Linked DNA regions of Mus musculus: all the other regions are linked to region 3. The links are chromatin contacts, called in public HiCAR-type, HiChIP or PLAC-seq and promoter capture Hi-C maps. All regions are on one chromosome and are shown on one strand. Each heading gives the region's core, a stretch centred on a gene start, on an enhancer-like site or on the middle of the called end of the contact. The rest is flanking DNA. Distances are from core to core; before and after follow the strand shown. Region 1 overlaps Susd6 (sushi domain containing 6). Region 2 overlaps Exd2 (exonuclease 3'-5' domain containing 2). Region 3 holds the start of Zfyve26 (zinc finger, FYVE domain containing 26). Region 4 overlaps Susd6 (sushi domain containing 6).

Region 1 (6,004 bases), core at 1,963-4,462, 1.5 Mb after region 3:
ATAGAGTATTAAGATAGATATGCCTGCTTTGGTTGTTTGCTATCTGAATCTGCAGTCACCTTAACTCTGTTGAAAGTTCTGATGAGTTTGAGGTCTGTGCCTTCTATGTATTTTACAAACTATCTAGAGAAGACTGTTAGGAAATGATAAAACAGCAAACATGGGTCTTAACAGAATTTCAGGTGTTCTCAGAGGGTAGAGCAAGGATCGGGAGACTGGGTGCCATTTGGAGTTTTTAGGATATTGGGGACCAACACCTAAGAGAAACTGGCAAGAACAGGCACAGTATTACAAGTTTGTCCTACCTTGAGATTTTTCTAGAAGCTGAAAGGTTTGGGTAGAAAATACATTTATTTTAGATTGCTAGGAGCTCTTAGCAGGGGCCTCTATTTGCTCTAGTTCCTTTTTGTGGTGAATCACCCCAATAGAAGGTGTGAAAAAATGCTTAGTCACAGGGAAGTTTATAGTTCAAGGAACTAGATAGGAGTACCAATAAGCAGAGCTGTCAGACTAAGTAAGGATTTACGTATTTGTATTATTGACATTGAATTGCATTTATCTGGGTAGCTTGGAGATTTGAACTTGTTATACAAAGGCCTATGCTAGGTTTTTAACAACTAATAGAATCTTGCATAAAATTAAAAGTAGGCCGGGCGTGGTGGCAAACGCCTTTAATCCCAGCACTCGGGAGGCAGAGAAAGACTGATTTCTGAGTTCGAGGACAGCCAGGGCTACACAGAGAAACCCTGTCTCGAAAAACCAAAAAAAAAAAAAAAAATAAAATAAAAAAAAAATAAAAATAAATAAAATAAAATAAAAGTAGTACCTTCTACTTCTGACTTGGGAGTAGAGTTTTAAGCATCATGTTGACCCATCCCTACTCCCAAACCCCATTTCTCTTATCTGAACTGGCTATGACTGTGGAACATTTGTAACAACTGTGAGCAAGGACCAACTTCAGCCAGATAAATTCCTTGGGTACCTTTAAGTTTGCTGAATTTAGGTAGAAAGTGTAGTTGCATAGACAGAACTCAGGGAGTTGTCGTTTACATGGAAATAAAACTAGTGTCAATTTTTTTCCTCACAAGACTTTCTTCAACTCTTTCTTTACCTTTGCAGATCCTTTATTTTTGCAAGTGCACTCTTGGGTAGCAGCTCTCCTACTGTTACGTAGATAAGCTAGTGAATGATTATCAGAATCCCGTGTCTTTGAAAAATGCTGCTGCCTCTTCCTGTACTATTCTGCCTAAAAAGAGAGTGACTTGCATTTACCTAAATGTTGCAGCATTTTGTGATGAAGTTTAGTTCTTTAGTAGTAGTGATGATTATATATAGTATCAGGTACACTGATTAAGTTGTGAATTAGACTACTACTTTGTAAAAATTATTTTTCTTAATAATTTAAAATGTTATAAGCAAGGGAGGCTGCAAAGATTTCTGATCATTAAGATGTTTTCATCATACCTTTGCTTCAAGGTCTTGGAGTATAGGATCACCAGCCAGAATGGGATAGTAAATAGATTTGATCTTTATTGGCCTCTTTCTGCACATTAAAAAAAAAGTATTTTATGTGCATGGGGTAGGGTGAATGGAGGTCAGAAGACAACTTTGAGTAGGTTCTTTCTAAATAGTGATGTAGGTCTGAGGAATCAAACTTAGGTTGTCAAGCTTAGTAGCATGCTTGCTCTTTTTATCAACTGAGCCTTGTTGCCAGTCCCCTCTCTGCACAGATATTGACATGTAATTTTGTTTTGTTATAATCAGAACAGAAACTGTGCTTTGGCAGTTGAACAACTGTACTTCCTGTCTGTTTAGATGTGTGTGTGTGTGTGTGTGTGTGTGTGTGTGTGTGTGTGTGTGTGAGAGAGAGAGAGAGAGAGAGAGAGAGATACTCTTTTCCACCTTACCTTACATATACTCTGATCCAAAGTAGGCAGCCTGGTTGAGAGCTGGGGTCACAGAGTAATTGCTGTTGAAAGTAGAGGTTGAGGTGACAGGGCAGTTGGGCGCTGACATTAAAGACTTGTCTGCTAGACTGATGGCCCACCCCCAAGGGTAACTTCTCTATAGTGACTGCTTCTCATAGCTAAGTTAATATGACTAGCTAGACAAGGAGGTAGGCTCCTGGGAAACAGGCTGTGGAGTCTTAATTAAGCCTGCCTGCACATATCCTGTTATGTACTAACAGATTTCCCTCAGTCTTACATTTCTAAGGGTCCCATTTTTTAAATTGTGTGTGTGTGTGTGTGTGTGTGTGTGTGTGTGTGTGTGTGTGATGCATCTGTACAGACAGAGACAGTCTATCTCATGTTCTGTTGCAAATGCTTGCTGCTTTCTTTCCAGAAGAGAAGGTAGGTACCTGTTACTATTTTCTCATGAGCTCTTCGTGCCACACTGGCGCTCCTAATGAGTTCCTTATCTGGTAGAGCGGCCTCAGCAAGTGCCCTTCCAGGAGTGTTTAGAATATACCTAACCCAGGGAGAGCAGACCTGTGGCTGATATGTGTCCTTGAAGATTTAGTTAGCAGTCACATTCTGATTGGGAAACACCTGAGAAAACTGTTGAGTGAGAGAACTGGGCTCTGGTTTAGGCACTCAGGCCTGTGTCCCTAGGCAAGTTGCAGCTCATGCTGAGGTTATAGTTTCTATTAAATTGAATAGATAGGACATGATAAGATGGCCTTATAGTTCATTTTAGGTAGTAATGGTTAGGGTCTCATGCTAGCAGCAAAGGTGGGAGTGATTCCCAATTCTCTTTTGCCTCTTAAGTTGTTTCTTTTTGGAATGATCCTTATGTTTTTCTCTACCTCTTTCATGTCTGTTTAGGTAACATCTATAAAGCCAGGGTCTGTTTGGATCACTGCATTCTGGGTGTCTCTGGCCTACCTTACTGTTTTTGCCCTGGACTCAGCACTTCCCCACTGTACTGCCATCTGTTTACTTGTTTGCCCTTACATTTTAGAGAACTTCCTGAGAGCACCACCTTTGTCACTGTGACAAACTTCCTTTTGTCCCCACCTCTGTCATCACTGTTTCCCTAGTTGCTGGTACACTGCTTAGATTGTGGTGTGTATGACCACTCCTGGGCCAGTTTGAGAGTTGTACTGGGTCTTTCCCTAACTAAACTCTTTACCCAGTCTCTTTATGAGCTCTGTGGGTGCTGGAGAACCTTGGATGCTGCTGCTGATTTTGAGCTGTGCCAACCCCCAGGCACTTTTGTAATCAGGGATGGGCCTTAGTTTTGTCCTGTTCATATTCAGCCATCTGCCTAGGGCTAGGGCCATCTGCTGCCTGTGAGTGACCTGAGCAAGGGAAGCGGTTGTGAATCAGTGTGGGTGAGCAGCAGCCTATTTTTTAAGGGACTAATTATATGGATGAGTCTAGGGCTGCCTCCCCAACTCTGACTTCTGTGTAATGCATGTTATGTCTCATTTTATCCAGGTCTTAGTTTTGTTCTAGATGCTGCCTTCTAACTACTCTACTAGAGAGCCTTTGCTGAGTTTTTGTTTACTTTGTGAGTGCTTTGTCCTTTAGCCCTGGTCCTTGAGAATAATCTTCATGTAATATAAATAGCACTGCAGAAAGAAAAACCAGGGAAATAAAAACCTTTAGAAATGAACCTTTGGGTCTCTTTCAGATGTAAATGATGAGCCTCTATCTATCATCTTGTAACTTTAGGTTCATCACCCTGTTTTCCATTTTTCCTCCTGAGACATCTTCAAACAACATGTATGGACTGAATTACTTACTTGGAAGGTTGTGGGTCAAGCTTGCATTTCTTCAGCTTTGTACAGAGAAGGAAAAAATGCAAGAAGAAAGTAATGTGCCCTCATCATTCTTAGTAACTTCTGAGTTTGGAGGCTCTCAGCTGGCATAAAATTATGAATGAAAACTACTAAGAGGTAGGGATAGTATGGGAATTTTAATTTTAATTTTTTTAAAGATAGGGTCCCATGCGTTTCAGGTTGGCCTAGGACTTGATATATAGGTGAGGATGACCTCACCTCCTCCTAAGTGCTGAGATTACTGGTATGTATGCTCCGTCAGACCATATTTTAGGCAGTGTTAGGGAGCCCTATACTAAATGAGTGAGCTACATCCCCCACCCCAAGAAGAGGAGTATGCATCTATCTCTTTCTCTCTCTCTCAGTCTGTCTCTGTCTCTGTCTCTGTCTCTGTCTCTCTCTCTCTCTCTCTCTGTGTGTGTGTGTGTGTGTGTGTGTGTGTGTGTGTGTGTGAGAGAGAGAGAGAGAGAGAGAGAGAGAGAGAGAGAGAGAGAGAGAAAGAGAACTTTTAAACAACCACCACAACAAAACCTCAGTGGTAGGATTAACCAGTAGAAATGAGTGGGATTGGCTACTGTGCTATCTATCTTTTAGGACTTCCTTAAAGGGCTGCTGGGGACCTTTATGTAGTGAAAGATAAAGTGGCTGAAGTCTGCTGGCAGGGGAATGTTGTCCTTGGCATTCATGATAGTGCATTGTGGGTGAATATGTCACAATGCTATGAGTATAATAAAAGAAAAATATACAAGTCTTTTCATTTTGGAGAGTGATACATACCATTATTTCATTTTAACTTACTTGTGGATTTCCTTCTGGGTTGCTCATTTCCTACTGTTTCTAACATAGATGCTGAGGCTGTTTAACTCAGACTTTGCCTAATTTATCTCTCTTCTCTTGTCTAATACTCTTAAAAAGAAAAATGGGAGAAAAAGAAGAGAAAGTAACTAAGAATCACAGAATTTAGAACAGAGATGCTCTCCAAATAGAGCTCACCTGTCCCAACCCTCTATTTCAAATGATGATAACAATAATAAGGATAGGTATTAGTGATAATAGTCATGCTCTTAACTGCTGAGCCATCTCTCCAGCCCTGTATTAATAATAGTAACTATCATTTTTGATGACTCATGCCAGCATTATGCTAAGTGTTTTGTGTTCCTTTCCTTATATAGTGCAGAAAAGCCATGTAGGTGAAATAAGTAAGCAGAAGAGGAACCGGAGGTTCAGGCAGGTTGGATAGTTATGCTGGGATTATGACTGGAAGCCCGTCTTGTGCAGCGATGAATTATCTTTGCTTGCTCAAGGTCAGTTTTTCCAGTTAGTGGTGATACATAAGTAGAGCCCACTTCTCTTGACTTTGACTTTCTTTTTTAAGACTTATTTATTATATTTATATGAGTACACTGTAGCTGTTTTCAGACACACACTAGAAGAGGGCATCAGATTCTATTACAGATGGTTGTGAGCCACCATGTGGTTGCTGGGAATTGAACTCAGGACCTCTGGAAGAGCAGTCAGTGCACTTAACTGCTGAGCCAGCTCTCCAGCCCGACTTTGACTTTCATTGAGCACAGTTTTTGTTTTGTTTTGAACTCAAAGATTCCTTCTCTGATTATTTTCTCTCCTTTATTGCTCTCTTACCCCATTTAATTTCAGTGAAACTGAATGAAATAAAGGAAAGGATGGTTTAAGTTTGGAGTTTTTGGTGAGCTTTAAAGGTTTATTTTTAAATAGGCAGTCTTCCCAGACAGACTGGGAATGTAGCAGAAGGCCTGAGAACCAGGAAGTGACACAGACCTGTTTATATCATCCCACTTGAGGGCCTTTGGAAAGCCATCCACGTAGATGCTAAAAAGTAAACACAAGGGCAGCAGCCTTTTCTTTGCGTTTTCTATTTCTGACATGGAGGAGGTGTTTCCTGCACAGCTATAACTACTCTGAACACTAAAATCTGGTTCCTAAATATCCTCTCCAGTGACATATATAGATATGTATTTATTTCTTGTTACCAGACAGAAACATTCTGTGATTCTAGGCAGATACAATGAATTGCTCCCCTCTTCGTCCTAAAAGGTGACTTGGTATTCTGAGTTTTTGTTCGTTTGTTTGTTTTGTTGTTTTTGTTTTATCACTGCAAATAAGTAATTTCTGCCTGCAAAAGATTCTCTTAGAAGTGTGATCACCAGTTTGTACTTGAGTTCAGGGTACAGCTCATACATA
Region 2 (5,956 bases), core at 2,641-5,140, 1.2 Mb after region 3:
AGTACTCCACATGTGTGCAGTGCCTGAGGAGGCCAGAGGGGGCATCAGACTCCCTGGACTGGGATTACAGATGGCTGGGAGCTGCCATGTGAGTGTTGGGAACCAGTCTGGGTCCTCAGTCATCTCTCCAGCACCCTGCAGCAGTTTCAATCAGGACGTTTTGAAGAACAGAAACAATAAACAATTGCTTGTTTTTATACTCTTACCGTCTCCCCCCCCCCCCCCCCCCGGGAAAACAGCCTTGTCATTTTTCTTCACACATGAGAACATTAGGCATGAGCACCATGGAAAGATAGTCTGTTTACACTTCTCCTTGCTACGTAGTGTTGCAGTGAATAGCTACTTAAGTATCATTGTCCTTTGGATAAACTCCCAGAAAAGCAATTGCTAGATCAGAGAATGTTTGTATTTGAGTTTTTGATAGTTACATATTGTTAAACTTTTTCATAACAATCATAAAGATGTCTAGTTTACACATTTTGTATGAGCCTAATTGATTTTTATGCTCTATTGATATTAGATGTACTTGTTTTAAAACAAAACAAAACACTGCAATCTGATAGCAAATCACCATTTTCTTTGATGTCTCATGTTTATTTGCCCTCTTTTTATTGGTCATTTAAAGTTTTTCCTATGCCATTTGCCTGGTTTTGATACATGGTTTTATTTATTTCTTGTAGAAACAATATACTCTGTAATGGGCTTAGCCTGAAATCACTTGCTGAGACTATTTTGAACTTCCCACTTGACAAGTCCCTTCTACTTCGTTGCAGCAACTGGGATGCTGAGAATCTTACTGAAGACCAGGTACTTGTGATCAGAGGAGTTGGTTCTAGTCTTCAATGCAAGCATCAGGCAGAGAGGCCTTAAAGTAGACTTATTGTCAAGTGACACTCAAGACAATAATGGTCATGCTGCTTAAATGACATTAGAGTCCCTATGGTGTATTACTTTTAATGTGTCAGAAAATGTGCTTTTTTCCAGGAATACAAATGCATAAACATTTTTTAAAATGCTATAAATCTCATAAGAAACAGTAAGCAGTTCTCTGCCTTTGCCACCGCCTTCCTTCTTTTGCTCTTCTACCCAGAGGTGACCATTTTAATTTCTTTTTGGTAATTACCATTGTACTTTTAGACTATATCCATGTATCATTCTTTCTTATTTTTACGTAGTATGTTTTGACTTCTTATACATATATATGACTTAGGGTTCTTCCAGTTCCTGAGTCTCAAACAAGAATTTGTTCCCTAACACATCTCTGCAGTATAAATAGATACTCCACGTTCATCAAGAATAATACTTTGTTTTCCCAGGATATATGATTTGTACTTTTGTTCTCTTAGTTTTCTGCACACTACTGACTTAACCCCAGCTCTTGACTCTCTGAAATGCATTGAGAGACTAAACACACATGCCCAGTTTCCTATGGTTCTGTCCTTACGTCCCTCTGCTGTCCTCCTGTGTCCTTTTGCCCTCTGGTATTCCCCTATGGCTCTGCCCTCTGCTCTCTTCCTCCGACCCACCATTGTCTCTCTATGGCCCTCTGCTGTCTTCCTGCAGCTCTTTTCTGCTCAGGATTATTGGCTCTGCAGATCTGCTGCACACTGCAGTCTGAAACTCGCTTCTTCTGTCTGTCCATGGCTCCCTTCACTTCTCTTCCATACTGGATCCCAAGTTTGTCTAAGTCCCATGGCTCTGTCCTCTTGTTACCCTGCATGTCTGAAAGGACAAGTGAGTTCCCTCTCTTAGCCAGTCGTATGCCTAATAGCAGTTTAGGGCAGAAGCCATTTTCTTGCAGAACTTTTAAGGCTGTACTCCTTGTATTCTGGTTTTGAACATTTGAGTGTGTGACTGTTCTTTCTGGAAGTTCTTTCCTTCCTTGTGTGAAATCCTTGATGCTAAACATGAGTAGAGGCCAGATTTTATGCACAGTAGTAGGACTTAGTGGACCCTTTCTGTCTGGATGTTCTTGTCTCCAGTTCAGGAAAGAATCCTCAGATTATTTTTTTTGTTTTGTTTTGTTTTTTGTTTTTTTGAGACAGGGTTTCTCTGTATAGCCCTGACTGTCCTGGAACTCACTCTGTAGACCAGGCTGGCCTCGAACTCATAAATCCACCTGCTTCTGCCTCCGGAGTGCTGGGATCAAAGGCGTGCAACACCACGCCCAGCCAGATTATTTTCTTTGACATTTACTATCCTCCTTTTTTTTTTTTTTAAAGAACATATTCTTTTTGGATTATTGGATCCCCCGCATTGATCCTTGAGACAGTCTCCTAGTGTCCTGCCTCTGTCTCGTGTCTTGGGGTGGGAGTTGTAGGAATACAGACTCACTGTAGCTGCCCCTGGCTTTCCCACAGGTCTGGTAGGAAAGCTGCCGAGCCAGCACCTTTAGCTGCACCCTGAGCACACTCTATTGAGACAGCTTCTGTCTCTGCTTAGGCTGCAGGCTGTTGACACAGAGTGGGAAGGGTTTCTGCTTTCCTTCCGTTCCCTGCATCACCTCTTTTTCCTCAGAGCTCCTTCTCATGTGCCAGTTTCTCAACTTTAGCATGGATGAATATTGATAGAATCATGTCACATGGAGCTGGGCAGGGTGGCTCACAGCTGTAACTGCTGGAAATTTTCTTGTCTGTCTGGTTCTTTTTTTTTTTTGGTTTTTGGTTTTTGGAGACAGGGTTTCTGTGTGTAGCCCTAGCTGTCCTGGAACTCACTTTGTATAACAGGCTGGCCTCGAACTCAGAAATCCGCCTGCTTCTGCCTCCCTAGTGCTGGAATTAAAGGTGTGTACCACCACGCCTGGCTTCCTGTCTGGTTCTTGTCTCCTGACCAAGAATATTGAGGTACACAATTAGGAGTAAGCAGAAGATAGAGGACATATTTAATGAAAATAAAAGCAGCTCTTGGTAGCCAAGATTTAGTTTTCTATTTTATGTATATGAGTACACTGTAGCTATCTTCAGACAGACCAGAAGAGCGCACCGGATCCCATTACAGATGGTTGTGAGATACCATGTGGTTTCTAGGAATTGAACTCAGGACCCCTAGAAGAGATAGTGCTCTTAACTGCTGAGCCATCTCTCTGGACCCAGGGTTGCCTTTTTAAATGTTAATCCCAGTTGGCTAGTAAATTGGAAGGAAAGGTGGGGACCAATTAGAGAGAGCTCTCCAAGCACAAAGACCTGACTCTGTTGGGTCAGTTGTCAGCAAACAAGACCAGGCTGCCCTTCAGCTCACAGCGATCCAGTCTGCCTGCCCTTGCCCCCAGAGTGCTGGGATTAAAGGCACCACCACCTTGCAGTAGTTAATGTTTAAAAATCATCAAGTGAATTGGGTTGAACAATGGTGGCAAATACCTTTAATCCCAGCACTTGGGAGTCAGAAGCAGGCGGATATCTTGAGTTTGAGGCTAGCCTGGTCTATAGATCAAGTTTCAGGACAGCCAGGGCTACACAGAGAAACCCTGTTTTGGAAAAACAAAAATGAACCAACAAACAAAAGTAGTGGGTTGAGTACAGAGCAGTTACAGCAGGACTTTGGGGGCTGATGGGCTCCTTTTCAGTAGCTGTAGTTAGTCAGGGGTCAGTAATTGTGTATCTGATAGGTTATTTCTCTGCCACCAGTCAAATGAGCCAATTCAAGCCAGATTGGAATATATTAAGTGCAGGTTTATTAGGAAGCTGCTCTGTGGCAAGTTCACTGGCCCCAAGGATTGAGGCTAAGAGAGTCACCATGAGAAGAGAGAGAGGTGAGGGTTGGGGGGAGAAAGGGCAAGAGTGCATAGAGAGAGAGCCGAGAAGGAAAAAATGAGACCAAATGTCTAGTTTACAGAGGGAGGATCCCCCCGGGCTGTAAAGTTCAGGGTTGGGTGCAGGGTATGCCAGACAGGAACTGAGGGATGCTGGGAGAACATGGAGGCCAGGTCTGCTTTGATATGTAAAATATGCACCTCAGTCCCTTGTCCGGGGTCCTAAACCAAACATCCCAGCCCCTACTTCCTGCTAACATTGGGGCACCGTTATGGGATGTGGGCCAAGTCCAGGAAGAACTGGTTGTTTCACTGCTGTCCAGACTGGCCTGTCTGGGGGGAGGGCTGTGTAGGCCCAGTTGAAGCAGTCTGTGAGGCTAGGCCAGAGCACCTGTGTGTGAATAACTGGTTTAGAGCTTTCCTGGATGCAGGCTCTGAGGAAACACCTCGATGTTAGGGGCAGGAGAGAAAGTTAAGGAGTTTATGAGAAAACCTTTTTCTTGGGTGTGTATTTTGAAACTCTTGGGCCTATGGTCTTGGTAATTGGAGGAGGGGTGGGGGGGTCCCAGGACCAGGGTAAGGGAAATAGATCCTACCCTACCCCCAGGAATAGGCAGGTAGGGAGGGAAACAGGTCGTTACTTGACAGTACTCATCTTGAATCCATTTGACTCAAGTGTCTTTCCTGAAGCTTATAACAATCTTTTTAAGTTTACAAAAAAGATAAATCCTTCATAACTTGCATTTATCAACATCAAAATACCTTCCTAGACCATCAAACACTTTCTTAGAAGCTTTCAGCATCTCGTCCCTCTGGCTGCTTGTGTCTCCAGAAAGGAATCCTTTAATCTTTTACCCTTAGAGGTAATCCTTTAGGATTTTGTATAGCTGTCTGTAGGGCCTTCAGTTTAGCCATTATGTGATATAAATTTTTTGAAAAGATGCATTTATTTTTATTCTATGTGCACCAGTGTTTTGCTGACATGTATGTCTGTGTGAGAATGTCAGCTCTCTATAACTGGAGTTACAGCAGTGAGCTGCCATCTGAGTGCTGGGAATTGAACTTGGATCCTTTGGAAGAGCAGCCAGTGCTCTTAAATCACTGAGCCATCTCTCCAACCCCTGTGATTTACATCTGTACTATTTTGATGCTGGAAGAGGTAGTTTCTTGGCCCTGTTGTGCAGAACACAGTTGGTAAGTGTTTGAAAGTTGGTTTGGTTTTGGTTCTGGTTTTGGTTTCTTCCGGTCATTTCCATCTCATCATTGACCTTTCTCAGATATTCTGTCTAGGTCTCAACCTTCAGTTGTCTTCAAGCCAGTTACTAGTTCATCCTTTCAAAACGTTAGGGAAAATTTAGGAAAATTTGTGTTTTAGGTTAATACAAACCTGTGGCAGAATTCTAGGCAATGAATTATCTAGTTTGTTTTCCATAGCAGTTTCTGTTTTTTTGTAACCCTGAGTAAGTTACTTCTTTGTGCCTTGAAACAGACAGGATCTTTGTATGCAGTCTTAGCTGACCTGGAAATGTATATAGACCAGGCTAGCCTCAAACTCAGAGAAATGCCTGCCTCTGTTGGGATTAAATGTATGTGCCACCAAACTTGGTATTTTTTGTTTTGTTTTGTTTTCTGATTTTTTCTTTTTAGTGGTGGTGGTGAATGAAAAATGGCTTTATTAAGGTTATTTTCTAGGGGCTGGAGAGATGGCTCAGCAGTTAAGAGCACTGACTGCTCTTCCAGAGGTCCTGAGTTCAATACCCAGCAACCACATGGTGGCTCACAACCATCTGTTATGAGATCCGATGCCCTCTTCTGTTGTGTCTGAAGACAGCTACAGTGTACTCAGATAAATTAAATAAATAAATCTTAATGACTAAGCCTGGTCTTGAACTCAGCGATTTGCCTGCCTCTGACTCCCGAGTGCTGGGATTAAAGGCGTGCGCCACCACTGTTTGGCCAAACCCAAGGTTTTATGCTACTAAGCAAAAGCTACCCTGCGTGGTATTCCAAAGCGTTTATAATTGAGTTTGAAGGTACTCTGCCTGGCTTGTCTTCCATATCCCACTGACCTCTGGCTTTTCTCTTCAGGTAACTTATGCTGCCAGGGATGCGCAGATTTCAGTGGCTCTCTTTCTCCATCTTCTTGGATACCCTTTCTCTAGAGATTCCTATGAAGAGGAAAGTACGGACCAAATCAACTGGCAAAAA
Region 3 (5,997 bases), core at 1,822-4,321:
CTTTGAAGATGCTACGGAATCTCTTCTACTTTGCTTCATTTTTGTTCTCTTTTCCCCTCTTCAGTTCTGACTCTTACTTATCCTAGGTTTCATTATTTTACAATTTTGCTTCTCTTACTTGTTATTTCTGCTAGTCTTTCTGTAATTTCTCTTTGCTAGACAACCACCTAAAACTCTGTCTAAAAGATACATTTAGGCTGGGCAGTGGTGGTGCACACCTTTGATCCCAGGGCTCAGGAGGCAGGGGCAGGTGGATCTCTGTAAGTTCAAGGCCAGCCTGGTCTACAGAGTAAGTTTCAGAACAGCCAGGGCTACACAGAGAACCCTTGTCTCAAAAACAACAACAATAACAACAACATCACAACAGAAAAATTACATTTAGAACAACAACTTCTGGTGTTTTTGGACAGTTGTGGACAGCATCACTCCAAATGATATTATAAACCAAGCCACCAGGGCAAATTAATGAGCAAATAATTTCCACAGTCTACACCAAGAAAGACAACAACTAACCACCAAATAAAGGAAGTAACAGAAAGAAGGAAGATCTCTGAGCTCCTTATAGTTCTTTTCAGTCCTGGCCTCAGGGAAAAATTTAAATGTAAACCCACGCACCTTTTCTGGGGCCAGCCATTTTTCTAATACAAGAAGCCAGAGCCAGGCTAATCTCTGAGGGTTGATGTCTGGCCCACATCTAAAAAGAAAGAAAGAAAGACTGATTTAGTAAAATACGAGTCTTAGCCCACCCTTTCCCCTTTGTGATTCATGATTTATGGTTCAGTTTTCAGTCAGCCCACTTTAGAGCTGAACTGGTAAGTCCTAGTGAGAAACTCTCAGTTGTAAGTAACAGTTCAACAAAACAGAGCCCCATAACTTCCAGCTTGCATTAATGCCTGCACCTTATCCAACTGTATCTTAGCTTTGTAGCTGCAGTGCTGCTATGCTGGCTGGCTATGCTATAGAATTCCCGGGCTCAGGCAATCTTCCTGTTTCATCTTTCAGAGTGTCTGGAGCTGCAGACATAGCCTCCCCACACCTGACTTAGTTTTATTTTTAAGTATATTCCTACAGAGAAAATCACAGTAATGAAGGTTATCTGAAACACACACACACACACTGTCCTTCACTGTTTTGAGATAGGGTTTCACACTGTAGTCCAGGATGGCCCTGAACTCATGGCCAGCCTCCTGCCTCAGTTGAGATGCATGGGTTAAATTTCCATACTCAGCTCCTAAGTGTACTTTTGAACACAGAAAATGAATCAAATATAAAAGAATAAAGGGAGTTCATAGCGATTCACTTATAACTATTTAGTTATAGGAATTCATAAGCCTTACTTTAAGTCAGTAGTTTGGGCAGTAGTACACACCTTAAAGAACTTAATATAAGATCTAGGATGGAGAACTGTGGTTCTCATGAGGCAAGAAGGGGTCATAGTGCAAACATACAGTAGAGTAGCAAGGAGTGAGAGGACTCATGTGTAGTGTGCAGAACTTCTGTATCTTTATTACAGTGGGCGTATATCAACCCCTGAATGGATAAAACTGCATAGTTTTTTTTTTTTATAGTAATGCACTTTTCCTGGTTTTGCTGCTTTAGCACACACAGCTGGAATGAGATGTCACAACTGGGGAAGCTGGAAAAAGCTTGTGCCAACTCTATTGTACTTCAGCCTTTTGTGGGTCTATGATTATTTCACAATAAAACATTTTAAGTCAATGCATTTTCAACTCTTTGTCAGAGCAACACCATCATCAGTCTCGTAAGCAAGAGGAATGAACAGGGTTTGTCTTTTGGAGACAAAATGCAGTTAAGCCATCTTCTATGGATAATAAACAAGAAATGATATTCAGGATCCTTTTGGTAGTCAGGCTTAAACTCAGCTGCAGAGCATAATTCATGGCCATTGGAGTACATTAGATGTAAAATACATTACACAGATAAAACATCAGAATATTGAAATGTGTTCCCCGTCTGCTAACTTTTTAAGATAGTAGCTGACTGGGGGGCCATAAAGACTAGAGTACAGCCGGGCGTGGTGGTGTACACCTTTAATCCCAGCATTCGGGAGTCAGAGGCAGGTGGATTTCGAGGCCAGCCTGGTCTACAAAGTGAGTTCCAGGACAGCCAGGGCTATACAGAGAAACCCTGTCTCGAAAACCTACACACACACACACACACACACACACACACACACAGACTAGAGTACAAACACTGAACCACTATCTTCCTCTCTTAGATCCTGGTAGGAGCGGGGATCGCTTACCTTAGCAGAATGGGACACTGCACCAGCGCCTGTAGTATGTCCTCCACCTTTTGGGGGATCTCTCCTTGTCCCCGGTGTAGTTGAGGTACACATGCTTGTGCCAACTCCCAGTCTCCCCTCCGCAGGCACTCACAGAAAAACTCAAAAAGTTCCTCCTCTGTAGCGGTTTCCTCTTTCCCAAATGGGTAACTCATTTTCCCAGCACAGAGTGCAGGTAGATAGAAAATAGAGGCGTTACGCGAAATACATTCTCAATTTTCTCATCCGTGAAGTACCCCCTAGAAACACCACACGAGCTGAGAAGAAACGAAACTTTAGATGAACCACCAGCTGCTGGCCCGAAAAGAAACGGCAGAACTTACTTTTCTAATGACTGTTTTGGGTTTAATTTGACCTGTTACTATCTCTTTTTGAGAGCCGTCTCTTTCTCTAAGGGGTGTACCTCATCTTCTACCGCAGACCTCACATATAACAATCTTAATATTTTTGCTAGCCTGGGGTGCAGACACATACATTTACTTCCGCATTCCCTCCTGAACATTTTGTCAGGCTACAAATCTCTAGGTTGGTGGATGCCTTGGTAAGGATGAAAACTCCCTTGGTTAGAGCCTTCTGTTAAGACAGAGGCTAAAGATTAGGGGATCAATCTGGGACTGAACTGTGGAGCCGGGAGGCTGGGGGACAGGGATGCTCCCCCTAGCGGGGTCGTGGACAGCACCCTCGCAATCTTCCCTGCGCCTTACACTCACCTGCTCCGGGAGTCGAATGCATTTTCCCGTCCAGAGCAGCCATGTTTGATCCCGGTCAGGTGACAAGTCCCATTGCGAAGAGTGGTGGAACGGGCGGCGATGACGAAAGAGAGCGCCACTCTTATTGGCTCAGGAGAAGCAAGATGCAAATCAAGTGCCGTGTTTGTTTGAATCACGTGATGCCACCTGATTGCTACGGGGACTCTAAGGAAGAGTTAGATCCGCTAGCTACAGGACTGAGGACTCTCCCTAATTATGATTGCTCCTTCTCGCAACATCCACAGTTATTCATTTCGGGGGAGCTGGGGCCAGGAATATCTGTGTTCCACGCTCCGTACCCGCCACTGTTTTGTTTTGTTTTTGATGTCAACATTTTCTCCGTGCCAACCAGTGATAGATGATAGGTTAGCCACAGGAATTCTGGATCTTCCTGTATCATTATTCTATCTAATTCTATCGTGTGTATATCATATATAATTATATATCCATCGAAAGACTGAGGTCGGTACAAAGGAGTTGCAAACGAAAACAAAGAGTGAGCAAAGGCTTTTCACAAATCATGTAATCAAGTCAGTTCTTAAGTTTATTAGTTTTTCTTAACGCAGCTGTTTTAAATACGAAACCTACTTGACTTCTTTTATTTTTTCAACTAAACTGAGTGGTTCTTTTTCAATGTATTTTAGTTTGAGACGCTTTAGTTAGTATTTCCCGGACATTTTCACCATCTAAATGTGTTGAACAGTGCAAAGGAAACACAAAACTCTCATCCCAAAACGGGAATAGGGCATATTGCCCACCCTTTTTCCAACCCCTCAGCCCCCCAAAAGAACCTTCTCTGGCCCAGGAAATAACTTTAAAATGCGATTCACTGAGGAAAAGAATTTCCAGTCAGGGTTTTCCCTCCTCTACATTCGTCTTGAAAGGTTCCGCTCCTCGATTTAAGCAATCACTACAAAGGAAAAATTTAATTAGATTAACCTTCGAGACTGAACTACAATTCCCAAAATACAGCTGGGCTAACCCGAGATTTTCCTGCTTCTGATTGGATAAGTCGCCAGAGTACCAACCAACCAGAGCCCCAGATGTTGCTGCTCGCACTTTTCGCGGGTAATTGTGTGAGGGTGGGGGAAACTTTGAAAGTTCCACGCTGCTGACCTGGTACTGGAGTTTTCTGAGGGGGCAGTTGTGGGGAGGAAGGTGTGTTCATTATCTTGTGCTCCCTCTTGGAGCCTGTGGCTGTTGATACCGGGGTCGCGGAGAGTCCTGCGTGTTGAGCACGTACTCTGTAACGGGGCTCGTCCCTGGAACCCGGACGGGGTCCTGGAGCTTCCGACTTCCTCTAGGGAGGCGAGTGATGCTTGTAAGGTGCTCTGTTTTATTAGGAAGTTTTGCGTCAGGTTTTCTAACTCTTGATACTTCTTCCTCCGCTCTTGGGCAAATTAGGCATCCGGGCAAGTTTAGGGACTGTCAAACTTGTGGTGTTAAGAGCGCGGAATCTGGAGTCAGATCTCTGGATTCGAATGTTGGCTCGATCCCTTGGCTAGTTCGTGTGTTTATTAAAAACATCCGAAGCATTTAAAACTAGTGTCTGGCGCATAATAATGGCCCAATAAATAAATTAACCCCTCAGCCTCCTCAAAATAGCTGGGTTTTGTTGCTTCACTATTTTTATTGAGCGCCTAACAGAAATTCAGTCTGAGATGCTGTCTCCTCTGTCTCGTACGCGCTTACGCACACATCAGGAAGAAAGAAAAGCATACACTATAATAACGCACAGATCAGATTAAGGAAGAAATAAGTGCAAAGTGTGGAGATAGCACTCGAGAGGAAGTGACTGGTTGGCGAAGGGTTTGTGTGGAGAAATATGTGTTTGAGTAACCTAACCTAACGTTGTGGATAGTCACGTTAGAAGAATCACATGTCTATAATGAGTGCCTACCTTGAGCGTTATGCACCAGCTCTGGAGTAGAAATTAGAATCACCGTTGTTTTACACATGAGGACAACTTTGCTCGAAAGACAAGAGCTAAGTAAGAGATGCCCTTTTCAAGTTGAAAAAAAATATGATTGATCATAAAAGTTTGGAAGTTGTCATATGATGGTCCCATGAAGCATTTTAAGCAATGAAACTAACTTTTAAGGGAACTACTTTTAGTAGGATTGTGACATGCAACCTAATTTTTTTCAGACCAATTCGAGACTTCTCCCTGTCTATCTCAGTAGCACGTGCACATAGCAACTACAATACCTGTCACATAAATGTAGTTACTTGAATATATGTCTCTTCATTCTTCAATTGTAAGTATGCAAAAGGGAGGACATAAGCTTAGCATAGCATGTGCTTAATATTGGTGAAAGAAACAAATGAATAGAGAATGTTATATTTGGAGAGTTTATATTATATTTGGGAGAGTAGGGAAAAAACTTGAAGCCATAAGCAGAATCGAGGGCAAGTAGTGAGAGTGGTACTGTTAAATCAGAGTGATTATTGCTAAGGTCTTTGTAATTTGGGGTTGTAGGTGTTTTTTGTTTTTGTTGTTTGAGGGTCTGAATTTATTCGTTATATGATGTTATTGCCTGGAACTACCTTATCTGAGAAGCAGTAGGCAATAGAGTAGCGTATAAATGTTGGTAAATTTTCTCTTAAGGAAACAAATTATCCTTACAAAATTCCAACTGAAAGAAATAAAGAGAATGTATCTTGGTTTTGTGTGGAGAGAGGGAAGTAGAAGATGGGGGATGAAGAGAGAGAGGAGGGTTATTTATTGGGCTATATATAGTGTTGGTAGTAGGAATCTTAATTCTTGTGTGTAGTTTTGTTCTTTTGTGTATAGTTATTGATTATTACTTTATTCCATGGAATAATGAGTTCCTATTATTTCTGGAGGATATTTTGCCATTTCGATGAGACACACAGCCTCTTCTTTGCATGCAATATTACAGAGATTACAACAGTTCTAACTCCCTGAAGACAAATACTTCA
Region 4 (6,083 bases), core at 70-2,569, 1.6 Mb after region 3:
TGTGCCTTCCCCACCCTGTCCAGGTTCCCTGTTGTGCAGGTGGGTTGCTATCCACAGGCCTTAGTGGCTACTGCCACCTGTACCCGGGGGCCAGGCCTGAGGCTGCAGAAACAGATTGAAGAGTAGTAAGGCACTCAAAGCAGGAATAGCTCATGCTGGGTCCAGAATGTGGGTCCCTGAGCTTGCCCTGTGTGTTGACACTGATGGCGGCATCTTCCTTAACTGAGGACAGAGGTTTGGGAAGTCATGCCAAAGCCACCCAGCACTCGCTGACCAGCTCTCGTGCAGGTTCCTGGCTCTTTTGAGAGTTTCTAAGAAGCACCCAGAAGACCTGTGGGAAGGAGGAAAGGTGTCAGATAATGATTGTCTTCCTAATACTCAAGTTCTCACTTCCTGCTTCCAGCACTGGCTGCCTTGGCCTTGGTTTCTGTTCCTGGATAAGGGGAAGTTGCATGCTGTTTCCTGGACTTTGTCCTAGGTAGCTCTGGCTTCCTTGCAGCCCACAGAATCCTGAGATTTGCTGAGATGCCAACAAAAGCTCATCTGGCTTTTGGCAGTCTGGGCAAGTTGCCCCTTTTTAGGTTTGTGGTGATGGAGGGGAGGCTGATAGGTACAGACCAAGTCCCCGGTGGCTGCAGGCAGCTCCGGCAGGTCCTGAGGATCCTCCTCACCACGGTCATGTGCCTTAGTAACTGTGCCCAGGAAGTGGCCTGCTGTGCCACTGCTCCCACTCTGTTCTCTCCTCCCTGCCTTTCCACACGTCATCGTTGAAAAGCCACTCCTTATTTTCCCTGCCAGCTGATAGAGATGGTGGGCACCCAGAAACCTGAGATACAGGTCCTGGGAGTGGGAACGTACTAGCCTAGAAGAAATGCTCCAGCCATTTCCAGCCTCCTATTGCCCTGTACTGAATGCTGACAAGTCTGGGTAACTGAGCCCCACCAGGCTTCTACCATCTTGAGAAGACAGATGTGGTATCAAGGAATGTGTGTGTTTTTTTTTTTTCTTCTCATCTTTCTTCCTTTCTTCCTTTTCTTCCTCTTCTTCTTCTTCTTCTTTCTCCTCCTCAAGCCTTGGGGCTGGGAAACTCTTCAGAGCCAGTCCTGGACTGAACCTGTGATGAGCCTCTCTGGGGTGGTAAAAATAATAAAAGCCCAGTATATTTATAGTTCCTGACACAACAGGGTTAGCTCCAGGCATCTGTGGCCTCAAAAATAGGGGAATAACTTCTCCTAGCCAACTGCCTCCATTCACAATGCACTTTAGTCCCTGTCATGCCTGGCTTCCTGACACCCTCATCTCCTCTCAGGGTAAGGGCAGTGTCTGCTGTCCCTGCTGGCCACTCCCACACTAACCCAGGAGGCCAGTCCAGTGTGCCCAGTGTCCAGACAAGTATGGTTGGCTGAGGAATGAGCTGGAAAAGGTGCTTAGACTAGACGACTAGAACACCCCTAGCAGGTGCTGCCATAGGCTTACCTGGGGGTGGGTTCCAAGGCCCCAAGCCACCTCACCATGGCGCTTCTTCAGCTTCAGTGGTGTCCACCCCCCTCAAGGGAGAACTGGGCAAGGAACACGAGTCTTCTGAATGGGCCTGCCTCTTTTGCTTACTGCTCTTCTAAAATCTGAGTTCTGTTTTAGTTCTGTGTCGTTACCCTGGGCTTTTGCCCCTTACAGATTGCACTTCTTTGGCTTATTATTTAGCCTTGTAGGTGCCTGGCTTTGGCCTTGGGAAAAAGAACCTCCTGGTGCCTCGTTTTCTCTCAGCATTCATTAGCCTGCTGTGGGGAAATCACAGGCCCAGGCTTGCCTAACTGAAGGATAAAGGGCACCCGTGTTCCCCATCCTCTTGTCACAGGCTTTTAGAAGGTCTGTTCTTGAGGTCTCACACCTGTTGCTGGCATCTGTGGCTTCTTCCTGCATTGTTTTCTTCTACAGCAATTTCTTAACCATTAGCCATGTGCTGTGGTTTCTGGGGCATCTGGGCTTTGTCCATTACAGACGGACTGGGGACTTAATTGCCTTGAAGTGGAGCCTGCTAGAAACAGGGTCAGTGGCAGGTGGCAGGCGGATGGGCAGGAAGAAGCTTCGAGCAAGTGGGAAGAAACTAAGCAGCCTACTTTACTGGGCTCACCTCCAGGGACATCCTGAGACTTGTCCAAAAGAGGCAGTCAGCACCAAAGGACTTTTACACAGGGTTTTTTGGTTTGGGAGATGTTTTTGCTTTTTCATACTTACACTGACTCAATGCAGGTTTTATATCCTGGTGACTTGCTGTCACATTCTATCAGTTTTCAAGGGCCAGAATGATGAAATAAATAAATAGAAAATTCCGTCCTTCCATGCCTTAGTTTAACAGGTGAGCTCTACCTGCCCAGTTCTGTGTTTTGTGTGAGAACTGTGAAATGGGCGGAGTCCTGACCACTTTGTGGGTTCGTTTGGTTTTATAAGGCATTTCAATGTACATTCTTCAAGCACTCCATTTGCAAAGAGAACTTAAAGTCATACTGTCTTCCCCATTCATCCTGCCCTCCTTGCACCCCCAGCTTTACAGTTCTGTAAAGAAGCCAGGCTACAAGACAGACAAAGGTATATTTTTCCTGCTTTGAGAGTGGCCAAGTTGGGATAGATGGCAGTTGGCCTTTTTCCTCCCAGTCCTATCAGAGCTCTTGAGTCACTTGGCTTCCTGCATAACAATATCTCCTCTGTTCTGAGGAACATTCTAGCATAGAAAATGGAATATGCTGCAAACATTTCTAGATCCTTCCTCCCTTCCCCCTCCTTAAAGAACAAAGAAGGGACACACAGCATGCCTACCACACAGCTTCATTCCAGGTATGCTTGCGCCTGACAGTACAGCTAGAGCCTTCTCTGTGGGGCCTGCTGGGTCTCCTGCAGCCTTAGAGAATATTTTACTTGGCATTTTACTAGGCAGTTGAAAACCTAGTAGAGTTTGAACAAAGCGCACCCCACCCCACCCGTCCTTCACCCAGCAGCAGAGCTCACCATGAGGGTGCAGAGTAGAGCACTTGGATTGCCAAGTAGGGAGAGGAAGTAGTTGAGGGTTGCATGGCTGTATCCACACTGGCCTGGCTTCTTAAGGCTGTGCACCACTATGGGATCCTTTGCAGAATGGTACTCATAAAATGGTTTAAACAACACATGCTTAATTGACTGTGCAGGATGTCAATCAATCTGGGTTTGCTTTATTTTATTTTATATATATATTTTTTGGTATCCTGTACATTGCAGTGGGTATGAAGATAGTATTTTAATATTTGTACAAAGTTTAATTTAATTTTAATTGTTCTATGTATATAACTGCATTTCTAAATAATAATAAAAATTCTTATGAAGGCAGATGTGAGATGTAGTCCTTCCCAAAAATAGTTTTTCAGAACTCTAGATGATTGAAGAGAGTAGGTGTTGGGGTTAAGGCTATATGTGCTAGCTTGGCATGTGTGAGACCCTAGGTTCAGTCTCCAGCACCACAGAAGGAAGAGGAGGAGAGAGGCGGCTCAGTTGGTAGAGTGTTTGCAAGCGTGAGGACCTGAGTTCGTATCCCCAGAACTCACACAAATCGCTGGGTGTGGTGGTATGTTCCTGAAATGAGGACAGACTCAGGAATTTGCTGGCCAGCCAGCCTCCATAATTAGCTCCAGGTTCATAGTCCTTATTCAGGAAAAGATAAAGTTGGACAGCAATAGAGTGCCATCCTTTGGCCTCTGCTTGTGTATCCACACACATACACTGTACACACACAAAGAGTGGAAGCAGGCAAGAGCTCATGACTAGAGGATGCTCTAGGTCTGAAGAGGCTGCTTGGCAGGTATGGAGACGGGACAGATTCAGAAAGTGCTCATTAAGAACATAGAACCGACAGTTGGGTGATTGATTGGATCAGGGGCCATCTTGGGGGTGCACAGATCATTGAGGGCAGTGCAGAGGGAGGGTGACCTGGGAGAAGGACTACCAACTATCACCAGTAGAAAACCATTGTCTCTTGATCAACTGCTTTCCTCTCGGGGTGCCAAACACTTGAGCATCTGATCCTAATATGGTTGGGCTAATGTAGAATGTCAGTTGGGCCAGGAGGGGAGACAATTAACAAGTGCATCATGATTGATATAATCTGGAACCTAGAAGAAGATGGGATGGGGCATTCCAAGCCTTCAGATGAAACACAGCTAGGTGTGTGAAGGACCGGTACCATGAGCCTAGACAGGCTGAGCATGGTGCAGTCTGTGTCTGGGCACAAAGGACAGCGCGTGTGTATGGTACATGCAGTATAGAAAGTTGCATACTAGGCAGTGGAAAAAGGAAAAAGGAGAGAGAAAGAACTTGCTCCTGAATTTGAGGAGACAGTGACTTGGACCACAAGGAGGTAATATGGAGAATGGGGAGTCTCCACAGCCCACTAGGGATGTTTGCACACCCTATGGGCATGGACATCACCTTGGCAGGTCTCAGTTAATGCCATAGCATTAACTAAAATTGAAGGGGTTAGGGGATGGACTCTGACTGCATCTAAAGGATGGATGTAGGGATATAAGACCCTAGTGAGCTGGGTGGATGACAATAGGATCTCTAGGAAGATGGCTGTTGGGATAGAAGTTGGTAAATTCAGTCAGTACTTTTAACACAGAGCTGTTAGGTGACTGGATGCAGGGGGAAACACATCTCAGGGGTACACAGATCACTGCCAGCAGTACAGAGGAAAGCTAGACAGAACTGTAGGAAGACCAGGAGTGTGTTGTATGCCTTTAATGTCACCCTTCAGAAGCAGAAGCAAGATTGGGGGTTCAAGGCCAGCCATGACTACAGTGAGACCCTGCCATTAAAAGGGGGGAGAGGTATGTAGGTCAATGGAACAGCACTTCCCTGGCATCATCAAAGGCCTCAGAAGTTTGAACCCTAGCACCACAAGGAAAGATGTATTTAAGGAAGAAGGCAGTGAGGACTGAATTAAAAACAATTGGGAGTGGTGGTGCACACAGATCTCTGACCTACATAGCAAATTCCAGGCCAGCCGGGGATGCATAGTGAAATACTAATGACAAGCGGGGCAGTTGTGGCGCACACCTTTAATCCTAACACTTGGGAGGCCAAGGCAGAGGCAGGTGGATTTCTGGGTTTGAGGCCACCCTGGTCTACAGAGTGAGTTCCAGGACAGCCAGGGCTACACAGAGAAACCCTGTCTCGGAAAGAAAAAAAAAATACTAATGATGGTAGATAAGTAGATAGACTGATTGATTAAGTGATAATGGAGAACAGATCACAAGACAAAGAAGACAGGAACTTAGGTGTGGTGGAGATGTGTTTGAAAGAGTCAAACTCAAAATACAGCAACAGAGTTTCTATGGAGTGCATTCTGGGCTCAGTCTGCACTTCCCTAGTCCCTAGCAACTTACTGGACTGAGGCAGGGGTAGGAGTAGTGGCATGATGGTGAACGTGAGCTTTATAAATAAAGAAATGGGCTTAAGAGTGTAAATGCTGGGGTAGTGGGATCATAGGTTCAAGGCTAGGTTGGGCTGTATAGCAAGAGACTGTCTAAAACAACAAAACCCCAAATCAGGGTGATTGGTCTAGGAAGCACAGAATCTTAGGTTCTGTCCCCAGTACTACAATAATGGTTAATAGCAATCAAAAAGTGCGTTATTATAAAGTCACACTGCTATGAAATGGTAGAAACTAGAATTCAAATCTGTCTTCCAGCCTTCATTCTTAATATATGCCCCAGGGAGCTCTGCCTATAACCCCAAGTTACCTCAGGATGCAAGAACAGAAAACCATTCAAACTAGCTCTACCAAGAGAGCTTGAAGGTTGTTTCCCCAGCCCCCTGGAACTTAGTGTCCAAGGGAAGACAAAGCACAGATGGTACAGTGGCCATTTGCTTCTCAGTTCTGCAGTTGAAGATACAGAGCTGTCCTGCTAATGTGTCTTCTGGCCACCTGGTAGCAGAGCAGGAATGGAGCTGAGTGCTAGAGTATGTTTCTGTCCCACACCCTCAGTAAGTCTGCATTTCTGCTTGGTTTTTTTTTTTTTTTTTTTTTTTGGTTTTTTGGTTTTTCGAGACAGGGTTTC

Evidence for each region. Promoter capture Hi-C pulls out the DNA fragments that hold promoters and counts their contacts. HiCAR-type assays count read pairs that join an accessible place to other places. HiChIP or PLAC-seq counts read pairs in DNA pulled down with a chosen protein or histone mark.
Region 1: a contact with region 3 is called in a promoter capture Hi-C map of liver, with 3 times the contacts expected there. The contact joins the enhancer-like site here to the promoter of Zfyve26 in region 3. A contact is called at or near these places in 5 of 39 promoter capture datasets (the C10 cell line, hippocampal neurons, liver and 1 more) and 2 of 9 other capture datasets (liver and macrophages).
Region 2: an H3K27ac HiChIP or PLAC-seq map of embryonic stem cells shows a contact between it and region 3, with 5 times the contacts expected there. The contact joins the enhancer-like site here to the promoter of Zfyve26 in region 3. A contact is called at or near these places in 11 of 39 promoter capture datasets (the 3T3-L1 cell line, the HPC-7 cell line, cranial neural crest and 6 more), 4 of 115 datasets of contacts at active chromatin or transcription factors (astrocytes, embryonic stem cells and large pre-B cells) and 1 of 9 other capture datasets (embryonic stem cells).
Region 4: a HiCAR-type map of astrocytes shows a contact between it and region 3, with 2.7 times the contacts expected there. The contact joins the enhancer-like site here to the promoter of Zfyve26 in region 3. A contact is called at or near these places in 4 of 39 promoter capture datasets (the HPC-7 cell line, embryonic stem cells, liver and 1 more) and 1 of 115 datasets of contacts at active chromatin or transcription factors (astrocytes).

Annotation. Positions count from the first base shown.
Region 1 is chr12:80,813,604-80,819,607 of GRCm38.p6, forward strand. All of the region lies in intron 1 of Susd6 (sushi domain containing 6), which reads left to right. Among named protein-coding and RNA genes, the nearest start is that of Susd6, 26 kb to the left of the region's middle. Within about 2 kb of position 3,213, at least 113 of the 459 cell types and tissues checked have an H3K27ac peak or open chromatin away from gene starts, as enhancers often do. A contact at or near this core is called in liver and neutrophils, where this site is marked.
Region 2 is chr12:80,483,566-80,489,521 of GRCm38.p6, forward strand. Exd2 (exonuclease 3'-5' domain containing 2) reads left to right here. Exons shown (of 9, transcript NM_133798.3): 4 at 681-807; 5 at 5,837-5,956. Among named protein-coding and RNA genes, the nearest start is that of 2310002D06Rik, 21 kb to the right of the region's middle. Within about 2 kb of position 3,891, at least 8 of the 459 cell types and tissues checked have an H3K27ac peak or open chromatin away from gene starts, as enhancers often do. A contact at or near this core is called in embryonic stem cells, where this site is marked.
Region 3 is chr12:79,293,211-79,299,207 of GRCm38.p6, forward strand. Zfyve26 (zinc finger, FYVE domain containing 26) reads right to left here and starts at 3,072. Exons shown (of 42, transcript NM_001008550.1): 1 at 3,016-3,072; 2 at 2,267-2,562; 3 at 616-694. The coding sequence starts at 2,460. Rad51b (RAD51 paralog B) reads left to right here and starts at 4,072. Exons shown (of 11, transcript NM_009014.3): 1 at 4,072-4,122.
Region 4 is chr12:80,877,477-80,883,559 of GRCm38.p6, forward strand. Susd6 (sushi domain containing 6) reads left to right here. Exons shown (of 6, transcript NM_178682.4): 6 at 1-3,357. Among named protein-coding and RNA genes, the nearest start is that of Gm23298, 31 kb to the right of the region's middle. Within about 2 kb of position 1,320, at least 46 of the 459 cell types and tissues checked have an H3K27ac peak or open chromatin away from gene starts, as enhancers often do. A contact at or near this core is called in astrocytes, where this site is marked.